6 separate regions of the Mus musculus genome follow, and all the other regions are linked to region 5. The links are chromatin contacts, called in public Hi-C, HiChIP or PLAC-seq and promoter capture Hi-C maps. All regions are on one chromosome and are shown on one strand. Each heading gives the region's core, a stretch centred on a gene start, on an enhancer-like site or on the middle of the called end of the contact. The rest is flanking DNA. Distances are from core to core; before and after follow the strand shown. Region 1 has its middle 5.5 kb from the start of Gm39032. Region 2 has its middle 39 kb from the start of Gm39031. Region 3 has its middle 7.8 kb from the start of Gm39031. Region 4 has its middle 59 kb from the start of Gm39032. Region 5 holds the start of B130024G19Rik (RIKEN cDNA B130024G19 gene). Region 6 has its middle 36 kb from the start of Gm39031.

Evidence for each region. Promoter capture Hi-C pulls out the DNA fragments that hold promoters and counts their contacts. Hi-C and Micro-C count contacts between places; a contact is called where the count stands out from the background. HiChIP or PLAC-seq counts read pairs in DNA pulled down with a chosen protein or histone mark.
Region 1: an H3K4me3 HiChIP or PLAC-seq map of neural tube shows a contact between it and region 5, with 6 times the contacts expected there. The contact joins the enhancer-like site here to the promoter of B130024G19Rik in region 5. A contact is called at or near these places in 12 of 39 promoter capture datasets (the 3T3-L1 cell line, cranial neural crest, embryonic stem cells and 5 more), 1 of 15 datasets of contacts at CTCF or cohesin (the NIH/3T3 cell line), 18 of 484 Hi-C or Micro-C datasets (embryonic stem cells, gonadal supporting cells, liver and 3 more), 19 of 115 datasets of contacts at active chromatin or transcription factors (the NIH/3T3 cell line, craniofacial prominence, differentiating embryonic stem cells and 12 more) and 2 of 9 other capture datasets (embryonic stem cells and liver).
Region 2: an H3K4me3 HiChIP or PLAC-seq map of embryonic limb bud shows a contact between it and region 5, with 2.2 times the contacts expected there. The contact joins the enhancer-like site here to the promoter of B130024G19Rik in region 5. A contact is called at or near these places in 1 of 15 datasets of contacts at CTCF or cohesin (the NIH/3T3 cell line), 1 of 484 Hi-C or Micro-C datasets (nephron progenitors), 6 of 115 datasets of contacts at active chromatin or transcription factors (the SCID.adh cell line, craniofacial prominence, embryonic limb bud and 2 more) and 2 of 9 other capture datasets (adipose tissue and liver).
Region 3: a contact with region 5 is called in a promoter capture Hi-C map of liver, with 2.5 times the contacts expected there. The contact joins the enhancer-like site here to the promoter of B130024G19Rik in region 5. A contact is called at or near these places in 3 of 39 promoter capture datasets (the 3T3-L1 cell line, cranial neural crest and liver), 1 of 15 datasets of contacts at CTCF or cohesin (the NIH/3T3 cell line), 1 of 484 Hi-C or Micro-C datasets (myocytes), 9 of 115 datasets of contacts at active chromatin or transcription factors (the NIH/3T3 cell line, embryonic hindbrain, embryonic limb bud and 6 more) and 1 of 9 other capture datasets (embryonic stem cells).
Region 4: a contact with region 5 is called in a Hi-C map of uterus, with 4 times the contacts expected there. The contact joins the enhancer-like site here to the promoter of B130024G19Rik in region 5. A contact is called at or near these places in 5 of 39 promoter capture datasets (the 3T3-L1 cell line, embryonic stem cells, liver and 1 more), 4 of 484 Hi-C or Micro-C datasets (adipose-derived mesenchymal stem cells, cerebellar granule neurons, gonadal supporting cells and 1 more), 11 of 115 datasets of contacts at active chromatin or transcription factors (the NIH/3T3 cell line, the SCID.adh cell line, craniofacial prominence and 8 more) and 1 of 9 other capture datasets (liver).
Region 6: an H3K4me3 HiChIP or PLAC-seq map of embryonic limb bud shows a contact between it and region 5, with 4 times the contacts expected there. The contact joins the enhancer-like site here to the promoter of B130024G19Rik in region 5. A contact is called at or near these places in 5 of 39 promoter capture datasets (3T3-L1-derived adipocytes, frontonasal cranial neural crest, liver and 1 more), 6 of 484 Hi-C or Micro-C datasets (embryonic fibroblasts, nephron progenitors, trophoblast stem cells and 1 more), 13 of 115 datasets of contacts at active chromatin or transcription factors (the NIH/3T3 cell line, the SCID.adh cell line, craniofacial prominence and 9 more) and 1 of 9 other capture datasets (embryonic stem cells).

The regions. Positions count from the first base shown.
Region 1 is chr7:70,794,494-70,798,708 of GRCm38.p6, reverse strand. No RefSeq gene overlaps it. Among named protein-coding and RNA genes, the nearest start is that of Gm39032, 5.5 kb to the left of the region's middle. Within about 2 kb of position 2,013, at least 8 of the 459 cell types and tissues checked have an H3K27ac peak or open chromatin away from gene starts, as enhancers often do. A contact at or near this core is called in neural tube and uterus, where this site is marked.
Region 2 is chr7:70,666,941-70,671,172 of GRCm38.p6, reverse strand. No RefSeq gene overlaps it. Among named protein-coding and RNA genes, the nearest start is that of Gm39031, 39 kb to the left of the region's middle. Within about 2 kb of position 1,877, at least 6 of the 459 cell types and tissues checked have an H3K27ac peak or open chromatin away from gene starts, as enhancers often do. A contact at or near this core is called in embryonic limb bud, where this site is marked.
Region 3 is chr7:70,698,348-70,702,380 of GRCm38.p6, reverse strand. No RefSeq gene overlaps it. Among named protein-coding and RNA genes, the nearest start is that of Gm39031, 7.8 kb to the left of the region's middle. Within about 2 kb of position 2,725, at least 5 of the 459 cell types and tissues checked have an H3K27ac peak or open chromatin away from gene starts, as enhancers often do.
Region 4 is chr7:70,859,198-70,863,350 of GRCm38.p6, reverse strand. No RefSeq gene overlaps it. Among named protein-coding and RNA genes, the nearest start is that of Gm39032, 59 kb to the right of the region's middle. Within about 2 kb of position 2,705, at least 3 of the 459 cell types and tissues checked have an H3K27ac peak or open chromatin away from gene starts, as enhancers often do. A contact at or near this core is called in uterus, where this site is marked.
Region 5 is chr7:70,363,285-70,367,086 of GRCm38.p6, reverse strand. B130024G19Rik (RIKEN cDNA B130024G19 gene) reads right to left here and starts at 1,704. Exons shown (of 11, transcript NR_045850.1): 1 at 1,596-1,704. It also overlaps a transcript of Nr2f2 not described here.
Region 6 is chr7:70,741,848-70,745,608 of GRCm38.p6, reverse strand. No RefSeq gene overlaps it. Among named protein-coding and RNA genes, the nearest start is that of Gm39031, 36 kb to the right of the region's middle. Within about 2 kb of position 1,423, at least 4 of the 459 cell types and tissues checked have an H3K27ac peak or open chromatin away from gene starts, as enhancers often do. A contact at or near this core is called in embryonic limb bud, where this site is marked.

The sequences.
Region 1 (4,215 bases), core at 764-3,263, 430 kb before region 5:
ATATAACTTAGAGATATTTTAAAATACATATGTGTGGTATTCAACATATATTGTCTACCTATTTCCACAACTACATGCACAGAAAAGTAAGAGGTTGGGTTGTGAGAGAAGACAATTTTCCAATGGATTTGTGTTTTAAATCCCTTAAAAAAATGCTGCAGGTGTTTCCAAGGAAGGTTTCCTTTTATCCTAAGATGTCCAGATGATGTGAGATAGTTGGGCTTCAATAAGAGGACTAAGGGAGGTAGCCCTGCCTCTTTCTCTCTACGACTTAAACACCTAGACTGTTCCTGTCATTCTTTTCTCACATTGCCTATTTCTAAAGGACCAATTCTATAGGTTCAGTGCAAAGATATTTCTTCAATAAAGCCTTCCTCCATAGCAGTGTGTATTTGTCATGTGCAGGTCCACAGGCACTTGTGACTATAGAAGTAGTTGGGGTGACCATGGCGGGGACATGAAGAGCTGAATGTGAATTGGACCATAAATGCATTATTGAGGGTTTGTATCTTCCTTTGAAGTATACAGCATTAGCCACTGTCAGAGAGAAGATACCAAACCAGACAGTAATTGCAATAATGGAACAGACAAATGGTCTATATGCCCATTAAAGTCATCAACACCTCTAATTTTTGAAAGGGGCTTGTTTGAAATACAGTAATTGTGATTATGTTGCCCATAAAGGCTCTGGGTGATCAGCCATGGTCAGCCCAGTGCCTCTCTCGCATCCTTCTGGACAGAGCTAACAAAATCTGAATGCTAAAACACAATTTATTTCTGAACCACCTTAGAGAAAGGGGGCTTTATAATGTTTAAAAGTTGAATGTGGTATCATGTAACACTTTCCTTTGTAATATACTCTCCTCCCCCCCCCTCTCCCTCTCTCTCTCTCTCTCTCTCTCTCTCTCTCTCTCTCTCTCTCTCTCTCTCTCTCCCCAGGTCCATGACATGCAGCCTTTATTTAGAAACCCAAGAGTATTGGTTTCATCATCCCAGTACAAGCCAACTTTTTTGCATAATTATGCCACTTCCAATTCTCTGTTACTTTAATAATAATCTGCACACAGACACACAGACATTCACACAGACACATGACATACAAACACACACACACACTTACTTCTGTTTATCCTATAATGGCCTCTTCTTTTCTTTCTCCCTTGGAACTTTTTTGTATTTCAATGAAGTCACAATCAGCAAACGATTGATATCATCCATAGCATTTGTGGAGAGGAAACCTCACAGTTGAATGTTGAAAGAAAGTTAGCTTTCCAAAACAAGCCTTAGCAATGTTCTCTCAGAACCCTGCAAACCTAATTCTTGTGATAAACATGTTTATGTTCATGGAGACAAAAGACCAAGATATCTCAGCTCATCTCAGAAATCAATGGGCACTGAGAACAGATTTCGTGGAATGGGCAGACTGTGTGGTCTGTGAAATTCTTAGTTCACACTTAAGGATAGGAGCACTCCAGCAGAAGGGTTATCACATACTGGATATAAACACAGAAAATAAAAATAATTAAAAGGGCACCAGCTTAGTTTGCATTATCTTTCTTCTAAACAGTTAGCACTGAATCTAAAAATAACTATTGAAACCCCATACCACCTCCTAGAAAAATCATATTATTAAAAAAAACAAAAAACAAAAAAACAACAACAACAACAACAACAAAAAAACACCCTTTCATCTCAATTCTCCTGGCCTGCCCCAAACCAACACTCTTACTTCACCATTTTGTCTTTAACAAGCTCCTAGACGATTGAAATCGGTACACAGTGACATTTATGGACTAACATTTTACTATTTAATTATTCACTACATCTTCCCAGGTTCCTCTCCATTTCTGGCTCAACCAGCTTTTCTTACCAAGAGTAAATATATAAAAACCTACTGTTAAAACACTTAACAGGCCTTCTCTGTCACGGCTGTGAACTAGTGTCCAGTCCATTTGGAGGCCTCTCCTCCTCTTTCTCTTCCTTTGTTTAAAATATGCTGACCACACAGTGACCTCTCCTAACCCATCGGTCGAAAATTACAACCAGCCACACACACAAGCAGCTGGGGTCAGAAGGAGCAGGGTCTGCTAAAAGTTAGTAATCATACATTAATTCCCTGACATAATTAATCAAAATGAACCACTGTTATCTAGCAAGAAACCTTTACCCTATTACAAAGGGGTCAATTTGCGAACCACTTGAGCCTGGGAGTTTGGAACAAATAGCATACACCCTTCATCCGGGATGCCCTAAGTAGGGAAAAATGTCTTTGAAGTCCCAAATCTACTAGATTTAGATATAATTTCATCAATCAAGTTAAAAGCCTGCCTCCCTGCAGAAGGATTCCATGGAGCTCTGTCAACTGGCTCTGTTGAGTGGTGACTGAGAATCCATTTGTACGTTTTTTTTCAATCACAAGTCCAAGAGAGGGTCTGACCTGACAAAGGAGCCAAGAGTTTATCAAACTGAAGAGGAAGGAGAGAGATTTGTGGCGGGACCCGTTTCCCACTTGCAGGGGCAGTCGTAAATTGGCTGAGTGTTCTGCACACAAGGGTGTACGCTTTCATATTCAAGACGGAGCCTGCCAGGTGTTTAGCATCGAGATTTACACGGTACAGGCAGGAAGTCTGAAAAAAAAATAGAAGAATTAGATCTGTTGACCTGAAGTACAGAGGAGTGTGTGTGTGTGTGTGTGTGTGTGTGTGTGTGTGTGTGTGTGTGTGTGTGTGTGTGTGTGTGCACGCACTGAACTCACTGTGGAAGCAATGAAGAGAGGCGTGTTTAGATATCTAATGGCAGGAGATGTGAAGCTGATATGTTTTGGGCAGTATGCCGCTCATCAATTCCTTTTGATATCTTTAGAGACTGGAGGAGAATCCAAGGCTCGCCCCTCTCAAATTCCTTCAGTTGTTCTTGTGACATCATTAATGTGGTTAGAAACTGATTCTAATGACAATATTTTAAAAAAGAGACAAAAACAAAAACAAGGACAGACTCTGAGAGAGGGGGATGGAACATATCACACATTTCAGAGGAAAATGACATGACCAACTTCTTATATTGAGAAGTTCAGAAAGATGTTGGCATTGTCTATGATCGCCTAGAAAATAGATCCCAGTGGAGTGACTATAGCTTTTAACTGTTCCCCTCAATCCTGGAATCCATCCACTACCAACAGATTTCCAAAATCTTGCTCTGTACTTTTTCCCTTTTGTCTCAATGCATACCCATTCATATTAGACATTTCAGTAAACTTGTTTACTTCCATGGGCTCAGATATTTGCCAAGCAATTCTTCAGTATTAGTATAGCCATATTGATCTGTAGATGTGGAAACTTAATATATATTTGATTTGTCAAAGCCAGTACTTACTTGACTTGGAATTCATTTTCCAGATATAGAAGAGGAGGCCCAAGAACACACACCTGCTATGATAAAGTGTCAACTTGATAGGATCTAAAAGTGCCAAAAAAGAAGAAAAATCTCTGGGCATGTTGATCAGTGACTGTAAAGATTAGGTTAATTAACTTGGGAAAAAATCTATCCTAAATGTGGGTGTTCTTTACATGCTCTGTGGTTTCAGACAGAATAAAAAGGAGATAGTAGTAAGGAAAAGCTTTTGCCTGGGCCTTCTTCTTGACTGTGGATGCCACATGACCAGCTGCCCAAACTCTGGTTGTCATAATTTTCTGGCCAGGATAGACTATATAAAGAAATCCCATTTCCTTGAGTGGCTTTTGCCAAGTGTATTGCTATAGCAATGAGAAAGTAAGCAGTGTGTTGACCCAGTGGCTGAGGAGGCATTCAGATCCACATCCATCTATCTCCAAAGGAGCCCAAGTCCACCATGCCAGGCTCTTTTGAGAATAACATTTTAGGGTCAGGTTCAATTTTAAAAACATAGAGTAATAGATTCAGAAATAGTTCTATGTAAAGAATGAGGCATCCAAAGAATAAGCAGAAAAACATCCTCAGAAACATACCTCAGTTTGTTCAGAGTATAACCCACTGCCAATCAAGGAGAACTCGCTACCATGCTTCCTCCAGTCATTGATTGAGCAGGATCCAGGAACTCCTGAAAATCAATTCTGTTCTTCCATCTCAAGCTTCTTGTGCCTTCTGACTACTCCTAAGGTTAGATGGTCTCCTCAGGGCCCCAAGCCCTTTCCCCTCGACCTGGAATGTTTTTATCCTTAGGAGATTCAGTTGGTGGTT
Region 2 (4,232 bases), core at 628-3,127, 300 kb before region 5:
TTGTGTCAATAACACAGGCTGATATTCTCTGAATCCTATAGTACATATACAGTATCAACCTTCAAGATTTCACATTTTGTATATCTGTACTAAATTGAAATCTTTTTAAAAAGTTTACCTCCAAGACAAGACCACTTATTTGGGGTTTTTGGACTTTGGTAGAAATTTCTTATTTACTATTTCCTCCAGTGTTATTGGCAAAGAAAAATGAGACTGCCTTGGGGGTTATTATAAAGATTTATAGATATAGAGAGAATTCCAATAGAATGACTGAGTATGTACAGGATGCTCAAAAATGGCTGTTTCCCCTTCTCGGGACTTGTTTCTTAAATCTGTCCAAAGAGTGCTTTGTAAAAACTCATAACTTTTATACCTTCAGACATGTTGAGAGTTTTCGGTTTTACCATCCCTAGTTATGAAAGAATCTTGGAAAAAAACAGAGGTATAAGGACTATCACTAGCCCTCAGCCCAGGAATTCTGATGTCACTGGGGAGGCCACCAGGGCAGCATGATGTAAAGCTCATGCCTGGTAGGTGTCATCTAGGGGTTGAAGGTGGGAACAAAAGATTAGAGGGCTCTATGTGGGAAGATTCTGTTCCTAAGGTCCACATTTCTTGGATTCTTGCATATATATTACTAAGAGTTTCTAGAAGAAATGGGAAATCACTTAAGTACCCTCATCCAAACATATTTTTTTTCAATGTCTCTGTCAATATTCACGTGGGATATACCACTGATCCTGAGATTGTCAGAGGACATTTCTCCTAGATTAATAGCCTAAATTAATTAATTAGCTTCATTCTCTCATTGCCTTGACTTCCTTTCCTCTGTCTTTTCTCCCCACCTCCCAGCCACTGTCCCCCTGTGCCTTTGCTTTCCCTTCTGGAGGGATAATTTACCTCCTCCTTGAAGATTTGCCATTTCCCCCAAGAGTTTTGTATATATGAGCTATGAAGCTTTACTAATTTACATTTCTATTTTGAAGTCATATCTGAAACATACAGCCAAGAAAAAAATTCAACCTGGGATTTTACAATTATTTTCATTTTAATCTGGGGAAAACTGGAAGAGAATTTATGAGCAGCCTTGGAAGCCACTGCGAGAAAGCTCAGTGCTCCTTGAATCAATTAGACTAGGAGAGAGTTTCAGGAATGATGGCTTGAAATCAGTCAAGAAATCTGCAGTGGCTGGGTTCAGAGATGAATCAGTTGACACTGTGATAGTAAGCAAGGAGTCCATGACTCCATGTGTTTGGCTTCTCCGTGGTCACTAAATTCGAGCCTCCTGCAGTCAACAAAGACAAGAAAGAACTCATCAGCTACACCCATCAGTGAGTTATTGATGTCAGGATCCTCTGAAGTCCAAGAAGGCTTGTGTATGTTTTGTTTAAGCCTTCCCGATAGGTAAACAATTATCTCTAGCAGGCTGTAAGCTGTAATGAGCAGTTAGTATCTCCTTTATTCGCTGTTAAAGGGGAGAGTGGAGTAATGAGAGCAGAGAGGGTATTGTAACTAAATCTTGAACAATATGGCATGGCGAGACTGTTCTGCCTCTTCTTACCCGTATCTCCCCTCCACCAACTCCTCCTGTCTCCTCCTCATCCTGAAGGAAGAAGACAATTGACATGAAAACAGCTAAGCTAGGGGTTTGGGCAAATTAATCAGTATCTCTGTGGCTGCTCACTGTTTATAGAAAGAAGGGGGCCCCTAGATTCTTGATCCCAAGTAGTGGAGGGCTTGCAAGTCAGGGCCTTCTGCTTTTCCTACAAGCAGAGCTGCCTCAATTTAATTAACTGCCTCCCCATGCCTTGGTGTGACTTCATAGCCAGGAAGGTGTTTCCCAAGGAAATCAGAATGAAGGGGGTGGGCAGAATGGGGAGAGAAGGGGGGAAAGGTTCAGGAGGGCCATAAGGCGGGGGTTAACAGCACTGCTTAAGATCAAGGGCTGGAGTCCTGAGATGCTGGCAGACTTGAAAACTTTAATTTACTGTCACTGTTAGCCCCCTTTGAGGTTTATGGTGGTATTTATATACACGGCATCAATCACATGAAACAAGGAGGGGATTTATAGTTTGTTTTAAAGACTGCAAATGCAATGTAATGCAAATAGCTTGCCTCATGGGCATTTACGTTTAATGGGAAAATTACAGATGCAAAAGATTGGTAGAACAAATTTTAAATTGACTTTATTACATCTAGTGCTTTTCAGAGAATACTATTTAAAAAAAAAAACGCAGGAAAAAGAGCTGTGGTAATGGTGTTCTTCACTGTCGTCTGTCTACAACTTCAGGACCACTTAACTGACTTCTTTTCTTTCTTTCCTTGTCTACTTTTTTTTGGGGGGGGGTGGTTTTGGTTTTCATGTCTTCCTGCTATGTCTACAAGAAACTTGACTAAATGAAAAATTCTCAGGCTCATAAGCTGATAAGAAACTAGATTCCCTTTATTTGATTTCATGTTATTTTTTTCAGCCCCACCAAAGAATATTTTCATAAAACTTACTGGTTGTATATACGTTTTCAGCCTGCTCCAAAAAGGAGAGGTTAATGAAAAAAAAATCTTTTTAAAAATCCATTTAGGATCACAGGAAATGTGAAAAAGACAGTATTGCTCAGTGTCTCCCCTGCCCCCACACACGCATAGCCTCCCTTCACCAGAATGGTAATTCTTCAACGTGATGGTCCTACATTGATATTTTAAAATGGCCCAGAGCCCCAGGTGGATCTGTGTAATGTTCACTCTTGGTGAGATGCAGTTTGTGATCTGTGAAACAGACATGTCATAACCTACCATGCCTGAATTTGCCTCCCCATTCTGAAGATCATCATTACCCCAGCTGACCATCCATCCCTGGCCCTCTGCACTTGCAGCCACTGATCTTTTTCCTACCCAAAGTTTCAGATTTAGGAGGATGTCATACAGCACTAAGCCAGCGTTGTCTAGCTTTTGCAAATCATTTCAACTGGCCATATGAGTCTAAGTCCCATACCCCCACCCCACCTCTTCTAACCCTCATAATTTGCTTATGTTGGGAGTTGAGTAATATTCCACAATAAAACTGTTCCAGTGTTTATTGATTTCTTCATCTACTGAATATGATAATGGTTGGTTTTGAAGAAATTCTCCACCTGTCTTCCAATGAGGCTAAGTCCAGTGGATGAGGACTCCTGCGGCTTCACGGTCTGATCACCACATGGTCAAGGTTATGGGGCTAGCCATTCTGAAAGCTCTGCAGGTAAATGTACTGCAGCTTGCCAGGATGATATGATGTGGAATATCATCACATATGTTTCATTTTGGTGATATGTCTTTTAGGAGTTTTGGTCCATTTTAAAATCTACATTGTTTCCTTATAATTGAGTTTTAAGAGTATGTGCATAAATGTCTTTAATCAAGATTTAAAGGTTTAGAGTAGACTAGTTCTCATTTCTTAAAGTGTGTGTGTGTGTGTGTGTGTGTATGAGTGTGATCTGTATTTGCATGTGTGTGCATGTATGTACAAATGCAGGTGTGTGTACATGCGTGTGCACATACCTGTGCACTTTGGCCTGTGCCTGGTGCCTCCCACACAATGCTGACATTTATGTTGACACAAACTAATCAATGCAAATTCAGAGCCATACAATGAGGAGAGAGGCATGGTAGCTGGAGAGACTCCCTCTCCCATGGACAGAAGCACTGTCCTCTAAAAAGTTAATGAAAAAATATTTCAGAAAAGACCCTGCCCTCTCCAATTGTGAAGACACATTTAAATTGTATTCTAAAATTATTTTTCTCATAATCTTAATATTTTTGTTCTTTATTAGCTCCTTTTTCATAAAATACTGAGTAGCTTACAAAAAATCTACAGGGTTAAAAATTCATGGGAGCCAACATTACATTTTTAACTCTCTAATGTTCCCCCATATACCCCTAGATATTTTTATAAATTCTTGTTATATATTCCACAACTCATACAAATCTGTCCTAAAAGTCCATTAGTAAGGCACAAAAAGATGGTGAATTGTTTTCCTTCATAACTTTTTAGTTTTTGTCTTGTGTTGGTGTGTGTATGCACATTTATATATGCATATGTCACTAAAGTCACCACAGAGTCCAGGAGACATATTGGTGGTTGTGGATGAATATGAGCTCTGAGAGCTACACCAAGTCCTCTGATAGAACGGGACAAACTTTCAACTGCCAAGCCCCCTCTCCAGTGCCACTCTCTGTCATTTTTTAATGGAGGCAGG
Region 3 (4,033 bases), core at 1,476-3,975, 330 kb before region 5:
ACAAAACAAAAGTACAAGGTCATACAAATAAATCTGTGTCTAAATGATGACAGCTTCAAATGAACCTGAGCCTCTAACTGCTCAAAGGGGCTCCAGGTGCCTGGTAGGTGACCAAGTCTACAACACACCTCACCATCCTATGTCACATGCATTTGTTGTCTAACCAGAGTATGTGGCACCCATGGAGACTGAGAAGGAACCCCAGAACAGTATAAACTCTTCCTTCTGACTCCACATCTATTAGGGCTCAGTTTGATCATGAATACGAAGGCATCTTCCCCAGTTGTCCCTCCATCCTCACTGAGAATCCCTCATGGTGCCCACTGGCTTAGCCCCTCTCTGCGCCTTTATCTTTGATTGATGGACTCTGTTCATGGATCATATCTCCCCTGGATTGAGATTGGAAACACTGGTAGAAAGGCTCATGGGATGACACATCTGCCCAGCAAACCTGACAAACCTGACTTTGATCTTTGGAACCTGCACAGAGGTGAAAGGAGAGAACTGACTCTGCATGGCACATGCCTGTCACATACACATCACATGTATATATTTAATAATACTAATAATATTTAATAACTGTCTTGAAAACACAGTCCCTTCATTGAACTAACTTTATGATGGTCTCCTCATCTTCTTGTTTAGAACAGGTAGTCCCAACATTGAATATCCTCTATAGTCTGACAGTGAATTAAATCCTTTTAGCTTGGCCTCTCGCCGCCCAGTTCTCTTCTGCTACTTCTTCTGCTGTGCATTGAGGAAGTCTAAATGGTACCCTATGCTGAGTTGGGAAACTGAAACCAAGCCTTTGACCTTGCAAAGAAGTACAAAGCTTGCATCCTTGCTTAAAGCTGGCAAGCAAACAGATAAGGGCAGTGCCAAAGGCTAAGGATGAGACAGCATCCAGAGCCCTTTATACTCAGGCCTGTTTCCCAAGCATGCTGCCCTTGTTTTGGTGGTAACTCTGCTGTCACTTCTGTAACTAAAGAGCCTCCTCATCTCCTTGCCTCACCAAGAGAAGTCCTACTTACTCTCACAGCCAATCAAATCCCCAGTGCCTGAGTGGGTGGAGCTGATCAGTCCATTTTCTCCAAGTCAGATACTGAGACTTGTGGAGATGAGTAGCCATGGGTTACAACAACATGCAAAAAAAAAAAAATGATTATGGTTAAATGCCAAAACAAAACCAAAAAGAAACGAAAAGAAAAAAGAAAAAAAGAAATTTCCCGAAAAGTACGTTTCAACTAGATCTCTCATTTTAAAGAAGGGAGGGGGGAGCAGAGAGATGATTCTGTTCGAAAAGCACCTTCTGCAAAGCCTAAGGACCCAAGAATTCCTGGAATCCGCATGAAGATGGTAAGGGAAAATGGACTCCAGGAAGCTGTCCTTTGAACTCCACATGCCAACCCTGACGCATGTACTCACACAAGTCTTGCACACGCACAAGATAATAATAAATCTGAAAATATTTTCACGTCCCACCAAAATTGCGAATATGAAAAAATACAGAATTTATATGACATAAAAATATCCGATTCTCACATTCTATCTCAAATCCAGTGCTCTGGGGGAATTCCCTGATAACTGGCCTATTTAGCAAGAAATGTTAATGTTAGCGAGTGTGTCTCAACCTGAGCAGTCCCTGGGCTAGAGATAATTTTGGAAGCTGGCCCAGCAAGTTGTGCCTAACGTGCCTGCTAGGAGTTGCCATCATATACTGATGTTTGAACCACTGCCCAAGCCAGCTTCCCCTGAGCAGAAAATTAAATGCTGGCCTAATAAATTAAACGATGCCTTGACTGCCCCAAAGAATAAAGGCTGCCTCCTAAGACTGTTCTTTAAAAGGCACAGTGTGGAGAATGCTGAACTGACCAAACAGAAAACAGAAATTTAAGCAAAGCCATGCAATCACATGGGCCTAAAATCAGAATTTTCTGCTGCATTACATCTGGAACCATTGAAGCTATAAAGATATTTCCATCCTATGACTGAATACACACAATAAAATGAAAATGGCAAAAGACAGACAGATCTCCAAACCAGGAAAAATGCTGCCTGACACCTCTAAGTTCCTAGATATATCAGTGGGCTGCAGCAAGGTCTCCTCAATTCTTTGAGACCAACCATTGTTAAAACCCAATTTTTAGCTCCAGAACCTTTTTGCAAAACATATAGTTCCAATCCCCAAAGAACACTGCTGGCTCAGTGCTATGGCCTTCGTCATTGATCTAGAGGCCCTCCAGACATTGTCAGAAACCCTACAAATAGGGCAAAAGCAGGTTGAACCTTCCTGGTGTAAATACTACTTCCTTCTTAATTCGTCTTATCAAATCTACCGAGGAAAAAAAGCCTCACGATTATCAGAGTTGTCAAAATGGAAGATTGTCAGAGGCTAGACTCAGTCAAGGTCAATAGACTCCATTTGAAAAGATTGGCTTCTCAATTCGAGATTCACAAGAGAGGTAAAAAGAAACAGAAAAACACAGAGAAAGACAGACAGAGAGACAGACAGAGATTGAGAGACAGAGAAAGGCAAGAAGAAAGAGGAAGAAAAAAAGAGAGCCCTCTGAAACATCTGTGAGCTCAATCTGGAAATGCCTGAGTGGACTGACACTCGTCACTATTGGCCCAAGGCACTCCTTCTTTTCCCACAGTGACTTCTGTAGGTGGTTTCCATAGCACAGTGCAGGGCTGTGTCTCTTCAGCAAACTTCTTCACAGCAGAAGGGGCAAACAGGGTTTCATATAACTTCCTGTTTCTCAGCAGAGCCAGGAGTTTCTCCCTCCTCTCTGTTTTTGTTTTTGCCTTTATTCTCAAGGAGGGGGGGAGGGGCGGGGCAAAAACCTGGAGATGGTTAGAGAAGGAAAAATAGCTTAATTAGAAGCAGAGAATCCTCAGAAAGTTACATGGGGCCTAAATTTGCCTTCCATTCTCTTCTGTTTCCACCATGCATTTGAGAAATTTGAAAACATTCTGTCAATTTTGGAAATCATAAAGGGGAAATTTAGCATGTGCACACCCTTTTATTTTGATGGTTTATGCTCATTTCCTTGAGGCAGAGGCCCTGGGCTGATTTAACTTTGGGATTATTGTATTGAGAAAGGTATTCAGGTTTAAGATTTTCAGATGAGACTTTGGATTTTTGGTTGACCTTTGACACGACCTTTAACAGGAAGTGCCTCCAGAGAAGTAACTTGCCTTATTCATCTTTATGACCCCTGCACCCATCATCACAGGCCTGGGCACAAAGTGGACACTCAGAGAGTTTATTGAGTCAACATAGGTTGAATGTCACAACCCCAAACTTTCATTTACCATCTGTAAGAGATAATGACAAGAATTCACAGTGGAGTAGACTGCGTCCTTCAAGCTTTTGTCAAATGTTTAGAAATTAGCTCCAGAAAGAGTGTTGGTCCCTTAAGAAATAGTATGCCAGGGGTGTGGGTTAGTTTTGAACTCTGTCTTTTTCTGTATCAGTGTTCTCCTCCTGGAGGGATATCCACCCTCAATAAACTTCAATGCTGGGTTCCAGATTGGAAAAAAAAATGTGCTAAAAACAACCAGTTAATTGCATAAAATAAAAAACCATCTCTTAGAAAGCACCAGGTAGCTGAGAAAAGGACTTAATTTGCAAACTGATAATAAGAAAAGGCTATATAAGGCTAGAAGATGTTCTCACCCTTGGAACGTATCCCAGAGGTCAAGTGAATGGCAGTTGAGCCTCTAAGTGCATTAGTATGAACATATGCCTTAATGTGGAACTATTCAAATCCCGAAGCCCGGACAGTTTTATATAAACAGCTTGGTCTCTCTGAAGAGCAACCAAGTAGAATCCCCTATTCATAGATATCCTTTCCACGTGCCCATGGCACACTCTTTGGGGACTTCTTTCATGAGAGCCCTAGCCTGAGTGTTCCAAAGACCCTAAGAGTGTCTGCCATTGCTATACCCAGTATAGCACTCGGAATGATAAAGATCGCTTCACTTGTGATTAACAAGCGTGCATTGTTTCTTATATGTAACTGCGGGGAGA
Region 4 (4,153 bases), core at 1,456-3,955, 500 kb before region 5:
GTCTAAGACTGTCAGAAAACACAGATATTTAACAATTCATAAGGGTAGTTACAGGTATGAAGTAGCAACAAAAGCAATTTTATGGTTAGTGGGTCACCACAAAATGAGGAATTGTATTAAAGGGTCACTGCATTAGGAAAGTTGAAAACCATTGCCTTTGAGGGATACTGAGGCATAGCCTAGTAGAGAACAAAATTCATGCTTAGAAGCAACATTTGGAGTCTTATCCAGAGACTGGAGTAAGCTATGCAGAAGGGAGGATAAACATGGTCTAAAGAAGATAACCACATGGAGTGGACTTAACAGAAAGCAATGAAAATACATGCTAAATGGGGCCCTGCCCCTCTCCTGGGCAAAGCAGGAGATGTGGTGGGTTGACAAACTCAGCCACTACTCAGGACAGATCCAAGGCTCTGAGTTTGCCCCTCAACATCTAAGCTATCTCTGAACTGCGGAAGCATGTGCAAGGGTCAGTCCTGCAGACCCAAAGCTACAGGATCTCAGCAACACAGGACAGCAACAGGATATCTGAGAGCAGTCCCCGCGAGGATCCACTATTGATGGTGTAACAGAAGCCAGCGGCCTGGAGCTAGAGCAATGACTCACAGCAATGAACATTTGCAGTTAGAGATGTGTGGACAGAGGGGTATCCTGTGGGACCCACTGTGACCCAAGACAGCTTCCGTGGAGAGATGTCTTGCTGTTCGGTTGGTTTGTTTTTTCTTCCTTTCATTTGTTTTCTTGTAGGAGAAGGTTGCAAGGGCAGAGTGTAGTTCTGGAGGGGCAGGGAGATGAGTGGGATTGGGGTCCAAGATATGAAATTCTCAGAGAATTAATAAAAAGTTTTAAAATATATATGTGCTAGACTAAGTGCTCCATTTCCCACACAAAATCAAAGAGCGTCTCAAAATTAGCCTTCTTCAGGTCCTCGTGGCTTCTCTATGAACTGGTGTTATTTATGTGCTTAACTCCTCATCAGGACATTTGGGGACACTGGAAAATTACAGATGAGCGAGGTAGGAGGTCTCAGCATGGGAGTCCACTTCCGTATTCCTAGCTTTTGAAACATCAGGGAGAGCTGTGATTTTCCACAGCATCCCTTCCACGGGAGTATAGAGCCTGCAAGCTTTCTAATTTCTTCCCCAGAACTTGCAAGGTCTAGGCACGTAAGCTTCACTTAACCATAATTGTACTTCACCCACAAGCTCCAAGGAAGGCCTGTGATGCCCATGAATAGCTCAGGAGAAGATGGGATTCCACAGAAAACTACACAAGAAACCTGAAGACCACATTTGTGACTTTCGGGATCTCTGAGTCAGACCACTACCCACTCCCAGTGCAGAGAAAAATCTGATCGTGGTGATTGCAATATCCTTTTCTTTCAGAAATTAAAGTTCTCTGTGATAACTGGTAGCTCTACCCTAAGAACTTTATAGTAAAATTAAAGGCAAATAAAAAAAATGTTTCAGGGTGAGTATTTGTGTTAACCAAAGACTTTTCCTTTTTACGATAAAGTTCCCTATAGAATTCTTCTAAATGGTAAAGTCCCCTGGTGCTTTTAAACGGTTGTTTACAGATCATTAACTACTCACAAAAAGGCTGGCGGAGAAAAACCTGCCAAAGTATGGGAATCTCTCATTGATTAACCAAATTTAAAAGGATGTCGAAGAGGGAGAATCCAGTTTGCCAGAAATAAATTATTCAGAAGCAATTTTGGAAGAAAAATTTTCATGTATCTCACCTCAACATAAGATTTATTTCTTGTAGGCAAACAGAGACTACATCATAATAACACTGAAATATTACGGTATTACATGATGCTATTGAAATTTGACACTATATTATCCAAGTATTCCTATGGTTTCCAGGTTTCATAATACTCTAGTGCATAGCATTTAGTCACTTCTATCTGAATTATAAGAACGATTGTAAAAGAATTGCCAGATTTAACGCACCCAATGTTTTGGGAACACAAACACTTCAGAAAAGTTGATTCCAACACACATCCACTTTATTACAAAGTTCTCCTAGCAGCTATTCACTCATGTGACTATAAATAGCTTAACAAATGATTCCTAAAGCTTTAACTGAAAAGACTGTGTTAGTTATATTAAAATAACTTGTGTGCCCATATTATTTTCATCATTCAGTCTTTCTACCTATACACCAGGCATCGTAGCCCTTGCCTGCCTATTGTTGGTCTTGATCCTTCTTGAATTTCCCAGGATTTGAAGACAGCTTAGGAAAGACATCCCTGGGTAAGGGTGAGAAAAGTTTCTCTTCCTTTTCCCATTGCGTGTTCTTCTCTTCCCAGTGTTGGTATTTTAATTTTGCTTATGGTATTTTAACATCGCTGAACTTATGGTTCATCTGTTTGGGCTTGCAAAATCTGTTCCCCAGAAATTGCCCAAAAATTTCATTTGTGTTTTCTCTTCTGACTTTCTGTAGTTGGACTAAGGACCTCAAAAAGTCCGGCTAATGAGGCCACGCTCACAAGCTCCAGAATTATTTTGCAGAGTTCTGGGAAGCCGTGAAATGTTTGAAAGTTCTTCATCCCCAGAAGTGATTAAAATGGAAGTTGAGTGATATTTATGATTATAGCAGACAGGATCTCATGCGATAAAAACAACAACAACAATCTGGGATATCTTGACCGAGCGAAGCTAAACAAAATGGGCCTTTAATGGCTTTGAACAACACACAAGTTAATACGCCTTGGCCAAATGGAAAATAGCTCAGTTTGAAGCTGTGCTCCGAACAAACTTTACTATGAACTTTTGCCCTTTTGTATTTGTTGCTTTTGTTTTTGTTTTTCTCGAAAACCTCCTGGAAGTAACATGTAATAAGAAGATAATGTGTCCCAGAGATGAACTAAATCTCCTGAATTCTTTGCAGTTATGATCTTGGGAAAAATGTCTCCCCCAGAGCCCCTGGCCCCAAACCTATCTCACTGCCCAGTTTAATATGGCTGAGACAGTCTTCCCATATCCCCAGCGCCTATATGAATCATTTTCAGTATTGAGTTCTGATCATTATATACAAGGTCACTTTTTAATTAGAACAATATAGTAAAACATATGCTTGGAAGATGAATGAGGTACAGAGCTAGCTGTGCTACACTGAACCCTTTTATTGGAAAGCCCTTAAAAATAATAAGCACCACGTATAGTCCAGGGGCCTTTGCAACATATTTCAGTGCAGCAAAGTGCCTGCCATGGAGAATGAGCACCCTGTTACAGTGAGCAATCATTTGGCAGCATAGGTTATTTTAATGGACACATCACTTTAAACGAAGCCTTCGCCATCTGTTCTGCCCTCTAATTACAGATGCAAAAGGAACATAATTCACAATTGCATCATAAAAAAGTAAGATATAAGTGATTTAAATGCATGTGTATCTTCTTTATTCAACCCAGCACGCAGCTGTTATGTTGTTTTCATGTTTCAAACACAAATGAGCATAGAAATCGCTCGTCTCTGATGGGGTGAAATCTCTGTTATAGGCCGTTTTGGGGTGTGGATGAATGGAAAAGTGTGGTATCCTCCGACAGAGGTGCCCCTACAGCTGATGGAGGAGATGTTTGTCCCAAATCCTAATTTTCAGTTGGCTCCTGAGCAGGCTCTGGCATTCCAATGACTACATAGGTAACTACAGTTTTCTCCTAACCACACAGTGTAGCTAAATCTTCCTTCGGTATAAGGTTAGTACACCAATTATCCCTGGGTCAAAGAGACCACCTGGACTTGAGCCTGCATGTGCTTAAACAGTGTTCTTATCATGAGACTCAGGCTTGTAGGGACCTTTCTTCTCTCTCCTTTAGTCTCAAAACTATATTTCACAATTCCTTTGTATATTTAAAATTAACAGTTATTTATTTAGGTGAAGAATATCTTGCTACAAGAGATTCAAGGTCACCTTCTCAGTCCCTGTTAGTCCAGACACAGCCACGGTGTCTCTGGAACACAGAGCTTCTTCTTAAAGAAAAGTTCATCAGATTCACTGTACATGCGCTCGATCTGCTTTCCAACAAGGAAGCTGTACAGCTTAACAACAGTTTCATAGAATAAAAGACTTGCTTCTTAGCGCTCATTGTTAAGAACTGGCACTAAAAATGAATTAACAAGTGAGAGGTGTGAATAAATAGTTTTAAAA
Region 5 (3,802 bases), core at 455-2,954:
TATTCATTATTTAAAGGCATGAAATAGGGGAACCCCTCCTCCCAAAAGAAATAGATTTCCTCTTCAGGAAAGTTCTAGAATGGACAGTAGAAAGGGGAGGGAGGCACTAATCCACAGGGGAGAGGAAGAAAAATCATTGGGGAGGGGGGACTTGAGTTAAAAGTAGAAAATGAGGATTCCAATTGATTCCTAGGAAAAAATGTTGGCCTCCTGTTTCAAGTTCTATCTTTGATCCAGGGTGAGAGGACCGTGTCTGCCAGTCTTAGGCTGCAGCTCCCCCCCCCCTCTGGTTTTTCCCCCCCAACTTGCTTTAGGATTAGCTTCCATCCCTCTCAACCCCAAATGGTGGAATTTGGCTGTGCCTCGGGGTTGTCCTGCTTTGCAATATTGCCTATAGTTGTTTTCGGTTTTCTGCTAAGACTGAGCCGGGTTGCTCCAGCCTCCGACTAAACTCATTAAGTTGGGAGATTTTTTTTTTTTTTTCAATTGGAAGGGTGTTTTTAAAGTCTCCTCTTTCCAGCCCCAAACAAGGTGTAACAACGCACTCTTCCTTCTAAGGCATCAGATGAGAGACAAGGATCACTCCAGACAGCTCCTACCTACGGTTTGGGGTTTTTTTTTCTTAAAGGCGAGGCTTGCATTCCTCAGCAGCTATGTACAAAGCTCCCTGAAGCTGTCTCTCTCTCTCTAAAGTTAGTGTGCAGGCTTTTCCAACGGCTGAGAGCGCCTGGTACACAGGGAAGCAGTTCCTTGAGGTGGAAGATCTCTTCTTTCACCTTTCTTTTTCCCTGCAGACTAATGCCTACTTTTTTATCAGTTTGCACAATCGCTTAGATAAACACCGAGGAGGAGAGTCTCTTTAATTATCAAAGACACATCTTTTCAGGGGGCCAACAAAGCATTTATTTCACCCGCCAAACTAAAGGAGAGTTATTCCAGTTTAGAAGGAAGATGCAAGCGGTTTGGGACCTTGAACAAGGCAAATATGGTTTTGGTATGTTTGCTTACTGTATTTTTTTCTCTTTCTCTTCTTTCTCACTTTTCTCCTTGTGCTGTGTGGGGTTGGGGATGACTTGGGGCTTTTCAGAAAATCGCTTTGCTAACGTGTATGCAATGCCTCGGACTGTGGTTGAAGGGGTCTGGGGGAGGGTGGGGGCAGTCAATTCAGTGCGTTGCCATATTTTATTACATGTATGTGGTAGCAGAGGTGGAAGGGGGGGATACAATTGCAAAGCTGCCAAAATATGATTAAACCGAAGCATAAAGACTGCGGTTGCCTCCCATCTCCTCGTCCTGTCTTCTCAAACTCATTTCCTTCCATAGAACTGACTGAAAACCAATCCTATATGCCTGGTTTTCCAAGCAGCAGATTGTCTAGGTTTGCTAGCGAAGGGGCTGCTAGGCTGGCTTTGGGTATCAGAATTTCCTGTTCGATTTGCCTCTGCGCTTCATTTTGCAACCTTGTGCAGCTGACATGCAGGCAGGCAAGCAGGCAGGCAGGCAGGGACCAAAGCCTTGCCTGGCGCCCTCGGCCGCGGTTCCGGAAGGAGAGCGCTCTGTTAAGCTAGGAGAATCTCAAGGAGAAGGGTACTCACCATCGGGCGGGGTGGTGAAGCTGGCGTGCGGATTTCAGGCAAACGTTTACCTTTTTGCTGTCTATTGCAACTGCGCCGGGCTGACTTTAGAAGCAATTCTGTGCTCTGTGCAAAATGTTCATGGAACGGTTCCTCATTAAAAAAAAAAAAAAAAAGCCAGCGAGAGAGACGACAGAGGCAGAAAGAAAAAAGAGAGGAGGGGTGAGGGGGACGCACATAAACCCAGTTTCAAAAAAAAAAAAAATCATCTCTTCACTAGAGACTCCGGAAACGTAGAGGCAGCGAGATCCCAGCACAGTCCAACCAAGCCACAACCAAATAATTTTCAATCCTGAAGAATTATTCAGATTAAAATGTACAGAAGTTTCATTCTCCTATGCCTACGTGAGCCCCAAGTCGTTTCCCTTTAAGGGCTCCTTTTCTTTTAAAGTTGGATTTTAGGCAGCAAGGACTCTTACACTAGGGGGCAGACAGATACTGCACTTACTTCAATCTTAAGCAATTTTTTCCCTCCCAGCATATGCTCTGATTTAGCACTGTAAATTTTTCAGAGGACCCAACTCTGACAGCCCCTGGTGATTTTCAAAGTACCACAAGCCAGTGGTTAAAAATTGCATTGACTTGGAAGTTCAGAGGGACACAATGGAAGCCCCTTCTCTATTCACGGAGCTCCAGTGTGGTGGAAGAGAAAAACACACACGACTAGATTGAGGGAAAGGAGAAATTCAATGGATCCTGGATTCTACTGAGCTCAGAGTTAAACTCGGAATTGCTGGGGTCTGTATTCATATTGTGATTTAATCTGTAAAGAATTACAGACTAGCCAACCACTTTCTGCAAGGAAACCATATTCCTGGGAGCTGAGGATATATATTTTTTTCATATTAAGACAAATGTTTTCCCCTAACTTTGACCAGTCAAATAAAGCTTGCCACCATTCTCATTAAAATAGATTTACATTTGCAGTAAAGGGCTTGGCTGAGTTTTTAAAAATAATAACATATAGAGTTGTATCTTTTAATTTTAGGACTTTTAAATCTTAGAGTTAAGACAGCTGAGCATCTTTAAGAAGGGCATTTAAAAATATTTTTGCTCCTCCCCATCCCCAATTCGGCTGTCCTGTCTCTTCATTCTCTCAGTAAAATTAATTACAATTCATGTGGTGATTTTTTTCCCTTCCCTTTCTAAACAGCATTTCTATAGCTAAATGAGTCCTAAAATACAAAGTGAAGCACCTCTAACTCTGTGGTAGTTATGTGCCTAGCTGGCTGTAATTCTACAATTCATATATACATATATATATATATATATATATATATATACATATATATATATATTTGAAGTCTATAATTTCTTTAGCTTGAAAAATGAGGAACACACACACGAAGCTTCTCCTCAAAAATCACCTCTTCGTGTGTGTGTGTGTGTGTGTGTGTGTGTGTGTGTGTATGTGTAAAAAGTAATCTTGACATGGAAATGGCTGCACTGGAGAGGCAAGATTAACATTTCTCCATAATCAATTATGCTCATCTATTAAGTCGAGATGGGGCTACCTATTAAATTTCCTGTGTCAGCCTCAGTCTCACTATATGCTGAGCTTGCCTCTAATCTGACATTTGCAGTATCAAATAATTCCTTAAATCAGAGAAGTTTTTTTTAAAGACCCACAATTCTCTGAAATGACTTATTTTCTATCTTTCTTATTCTCTGTAGGAGAAAGTTATATGGTGTCTCTAATCAGCCAGAAGTGCTCAGCCTAGCTTTACTCTATGACCACCTTATTACACACCAGGTTTATGATAGGCTAGTACCTGCTATAGCTTGTTATTTCTTAAAACATTCAAATAATCACAGCACCTGCCGCTGTAGTGCAATATGTGAGTTCTGTGGAGAAAGGGAAGGCTGAGAAAGATTTCAGGGTGAAGCTTAAATAGGATTTTTTTTTCTCTTTGCCAAAAAGTCAGCGTCTGCCTGCCCATATCTTTCTGCCCTCCTTGTCTCACACTCTGTCTCTATGTGCAAAAGAAACTGCCCCGAAAGCGTGGTTTTCTCATGTCAACTGTATGTTCAGTTCATTTTACTAAAGTAAAATTTACACTGCCAAATTTCTGCACTACCAAGGATGCTTCCTAAAGTTGTTGTTTTACTCTTTGTGGTGTCTTCTTTTCCCTCTTGTAGCTCAGCAAATTTTATGTTAAAAAAATAAT
Region 6 (3,761 bases), core at 174-2,673, 380 kb before region 5:
CTTTCTATGAACAGCAGACCCCAAGGGAAGGATATGAAATAAAGCAGGTAGTGTCTATTAGCTTGTCCACACTCCTGGCTTCAGCAGGACAGTCTTCCCAAGGTGAAATGACTCCATTTGCCTTTGGCTCTTTTTGAACCCCAGACAACTTGGCTGTGTCTAGTTTTTGTTTTTGTTTGTTTTTTTTAATAGGAGTCACAGTTCTGTCCTGCAGTTACCCTTCTCTCAACAGCATGCAAAACACTTCACTATAGAAAGAAGGGCGGGTGTGGCAAAGCCATGGGATGTAGCTGAGCGAATAAGCCCTTATCCATGCGACCAAGGGGTCACCTCAGGCTAAGCTCCTAAATGTATAGAGTAGAAACAACAGTGCATTCTGCGATGGGTTTTGCCCATGAGACATGATTGGACCTGCAAGGTAGACTCTCCAAGGAAGGAGCTGTCGCCAGTGTGGCTTTCTCCCCTCCGTTCTGTTTATTTCTACATACCCGCACTTAAAGATAAACCTCGGACAGGTGTTTTAGCCATTACCCAACATACTTCTGGATTCAATTTCATTGTCTTCCATGAGGAATTCTGTTCTTGTCTGCTTTTCTGTTGTATCTCTCATGACTAAACTGGTTAGAAAGAGTCCATGGAGAAAATAAATAAATAAATAAATAAATAAAATAATTAAAAATCTCACCACCGTCTTACAGCATAAGTGTAAAAGGTGAACAGTGTAGCTCAAAGCTCAAGAACAAAATCCTCATCTGCTCCCCATTGTGAGAAACCTCATCAGAACCCAACTCCAGCTCAATGAAAATCCTGGGTATTTTAAAGCGGGCGTATTTTAAAATGCAGAGGTCAAATCAAAGCTGTACACACCTTATACACTAAAAAAGAAAAAAAGAAGAATTTATTTCAGCACTCAGGTCAGCCACGCATCAAAAAGCATCGGATAGACAGGACAGCGACTCACAAAACAAAGTGCAACCAAACAAACGAACTCCCCCACCCACCCCCCTCGGCGCACCTGCTGGAGATTCCTCCTCGCAGGCTTCGTTTTTTCGAACCTAACTTATATTTGATAGGGTGTTGTTGCAGCTGCGGGACCAGGGTGGTTTATTTAAGTGGCTCCAAATGCCTGTCAGTGTGGCAACCAGCTGAATACATAAAACAGGCTCTCCAAACCCTTTATGGCCAGGGTCAGAGTAAATGGAATAATAAAATCCAAATGCTTTTGTCTCATTTTCCATCACCCAACCCCTCCGCATAAATCTGCAGCTTCGTGGTGACCTTCGCGATCGGTGCGGGATGAGGCCGCGCTTGGAGATACATTTGGTCTGCATCTTGGATCTTTAAAAGCTTTTTCCAATTAATTTTAACTGGCTTCCATAAGGATCAAGTACAGCTTCCTCCCCTCCCACCACCCCTCTCTGCCACCTTTTTAACCAGGCAAGTGACAGCATTCTCTAAGACTCATACAACAGGTACCAGCCCGTTAAGCTTCCATTCTCCAAAGACAAATTGTGATTGTGGTTCCCAGGATGTCTGCAAGGGGAAAGCCACCCTTACTTGCAAACGTTCCCAGGCCAGCTTGGATTTAAGGTGGTAGCGTCAGCTCACACTGCTACACATCATCTATGTGAAGTGCAGAAAGCCTTCAACTCTGTCTGAGAACACATCTAATTCGAACCCTGAAAATCAGGGCATCTGTCCTTAGAACCAGCTGAAGGAATCCCTTGTCTTATTATTGAATTAACATTTTGAAAAGATGCTGTGGGGGGTTTGGTACCAAGCATTTCAGAACGGAGGTTAAGAGACAAAATGACTATACTCGGAGAGGAACGTGAGACCAGGTCCTGAAAATCTGACTGGAGACCTTTTTCTGCCACTAACCTTTCTTCCCCTAAAATGAGAGCAGAAACCAATAGGACCACAGCAAAGCAACACGGGGTTTTAATATTTGCAGTCGCTAGAGAAGTTGAGCTTCATGTTTCATGTTTAATCTTTGTCCCGGTTTTGGGTGCTAGCTTTGGTGAGGGATACAGCTCTAAATAAAATAGACTCTGAGTTCTTCGAAGGTTTATAACATTCTAATTAAGATGATAGGCACAGGGGTTGGGGTCATGGATTGGTGGGTAAAGTATTTGCCAGGCTAGCATGAGGACCAGGGGTGAGTAACATGACTGTGGTCGCAGAGTTCTTAGGAGAGATGGAAGTCAAAGGTAGGAGAATTCCAGTTGTGTGGCAGCCTGGCACATACAGCGCTGAAGAAGGGACTCCATCTCAAATAACATGGAAGGCAAGCACTGACATAAGGATGGCCCTCTGATTTGCACTGGCAAACACATACACACATACAAACACACAGAAAGCTATACATTTTGACTAGAAAACAAACCTGACTGATTTGAAGTCAGAGGAGCTATTGTAACAACTAAGAGAGGTACTTTATGTAAGAACATCTGACCAGGCACTCACATGAGCAAGTGCCCCCCCCCCCACTCATTCCCACTGTACCATGGGAGACATCCCTGTCTTCTAGTTCATCTCTATTTAGCCCCTTCTTGTTATTTCCAAAATCGCATTATCCTTTGCAGTTGTATCTGCCTTTCAACATTTCTGTTTCTAAAACTACAATTAATGCATAAAGAAAGGAAACCTCAGGTTAAAAATGTTTGTCTAAAACTTCAGTGTGTTTTACAAACCTGTAGAATGTTCGAGAAGGAAGCAGACTTGTGTCTACTTTGATTTTATGCCATCTGTGATTATTATGGATGAAAGAAAGGCGGAGGAAACTGGTTCCAGGTAGGAAATCCAGTGTCCAAATCTATGGCAGTCATTTGGGAAGGTCTGGTTACATCTTCCACCTGTGCCAGGGGTTAGATTTGATTCTCACAGGACGTTGTATCTGAGGACTTTCTGGATGGACCTTCCTCATTCAAAACTCCTTCCATCAGTGTGTAGAGCCCCACCTGTCCAGCTTCCTCATGTCTCCTTTCAAATTAATCTGAGGGGTCAGTTAAATGCAAAAAAAAAAATACCCTTGAAGCTGATATTCCCATTGTAACAACTGAGATGAACTGAATGTTGGAGTTTAGTTGAAGTATGGAAGAATTAGTCTCCAGCCTAAAGTCAGCAACAGTGTCTTCATCAACCTTTGATCTGTGCAGAAATTACTCTGGAAGAACGAAAGATAGAAGCAATGTCAGAGAAAAGATTTCAACCCAAAAAGTTCAAACATTTCAGTTTAGACTTATGTACGTGAGACGTGGGCATATTTGCCAAGGGTGTCTTTGCAAGACATAACGGCAATGCTAGAAACCAGGGGATATTGCAGAAAAGCAATATACTGAAACAGGGGACCCAGGATAACTTACTGCTTTCTAGCAAACTCACCTAGTAAAGGGTAAAATAATGGAATCCTGTGACCTTTGGACATGACCCATGTCTAGTGCCTGGTATCTTCTTCACATGGAGTCAGTATGGACAAAGGATTTGAAAGATTAGGTAAAAAGGTGTTGAAAAGTTGGTGGGTTTTTTTTTTGTTCTTGTTGTTGCTTTGTTTTGTTTTCTAGGTAGAGATTAGAGTTCTGCTTTATTTTGCTACTTTTATTTGTAGAAAAAAAAATTGTACTTTCTTTTGTCTGCTTTCAACAGACCAAAAAAAAAATCTTATTTCTTTTATTTAAAACTTATTTTTTCCAAACAATATATTCTGATTATAGTTTTTCCCTTCTCCAAATCCTTCCAGCTCTTCCCCACCTTCTCTCCTG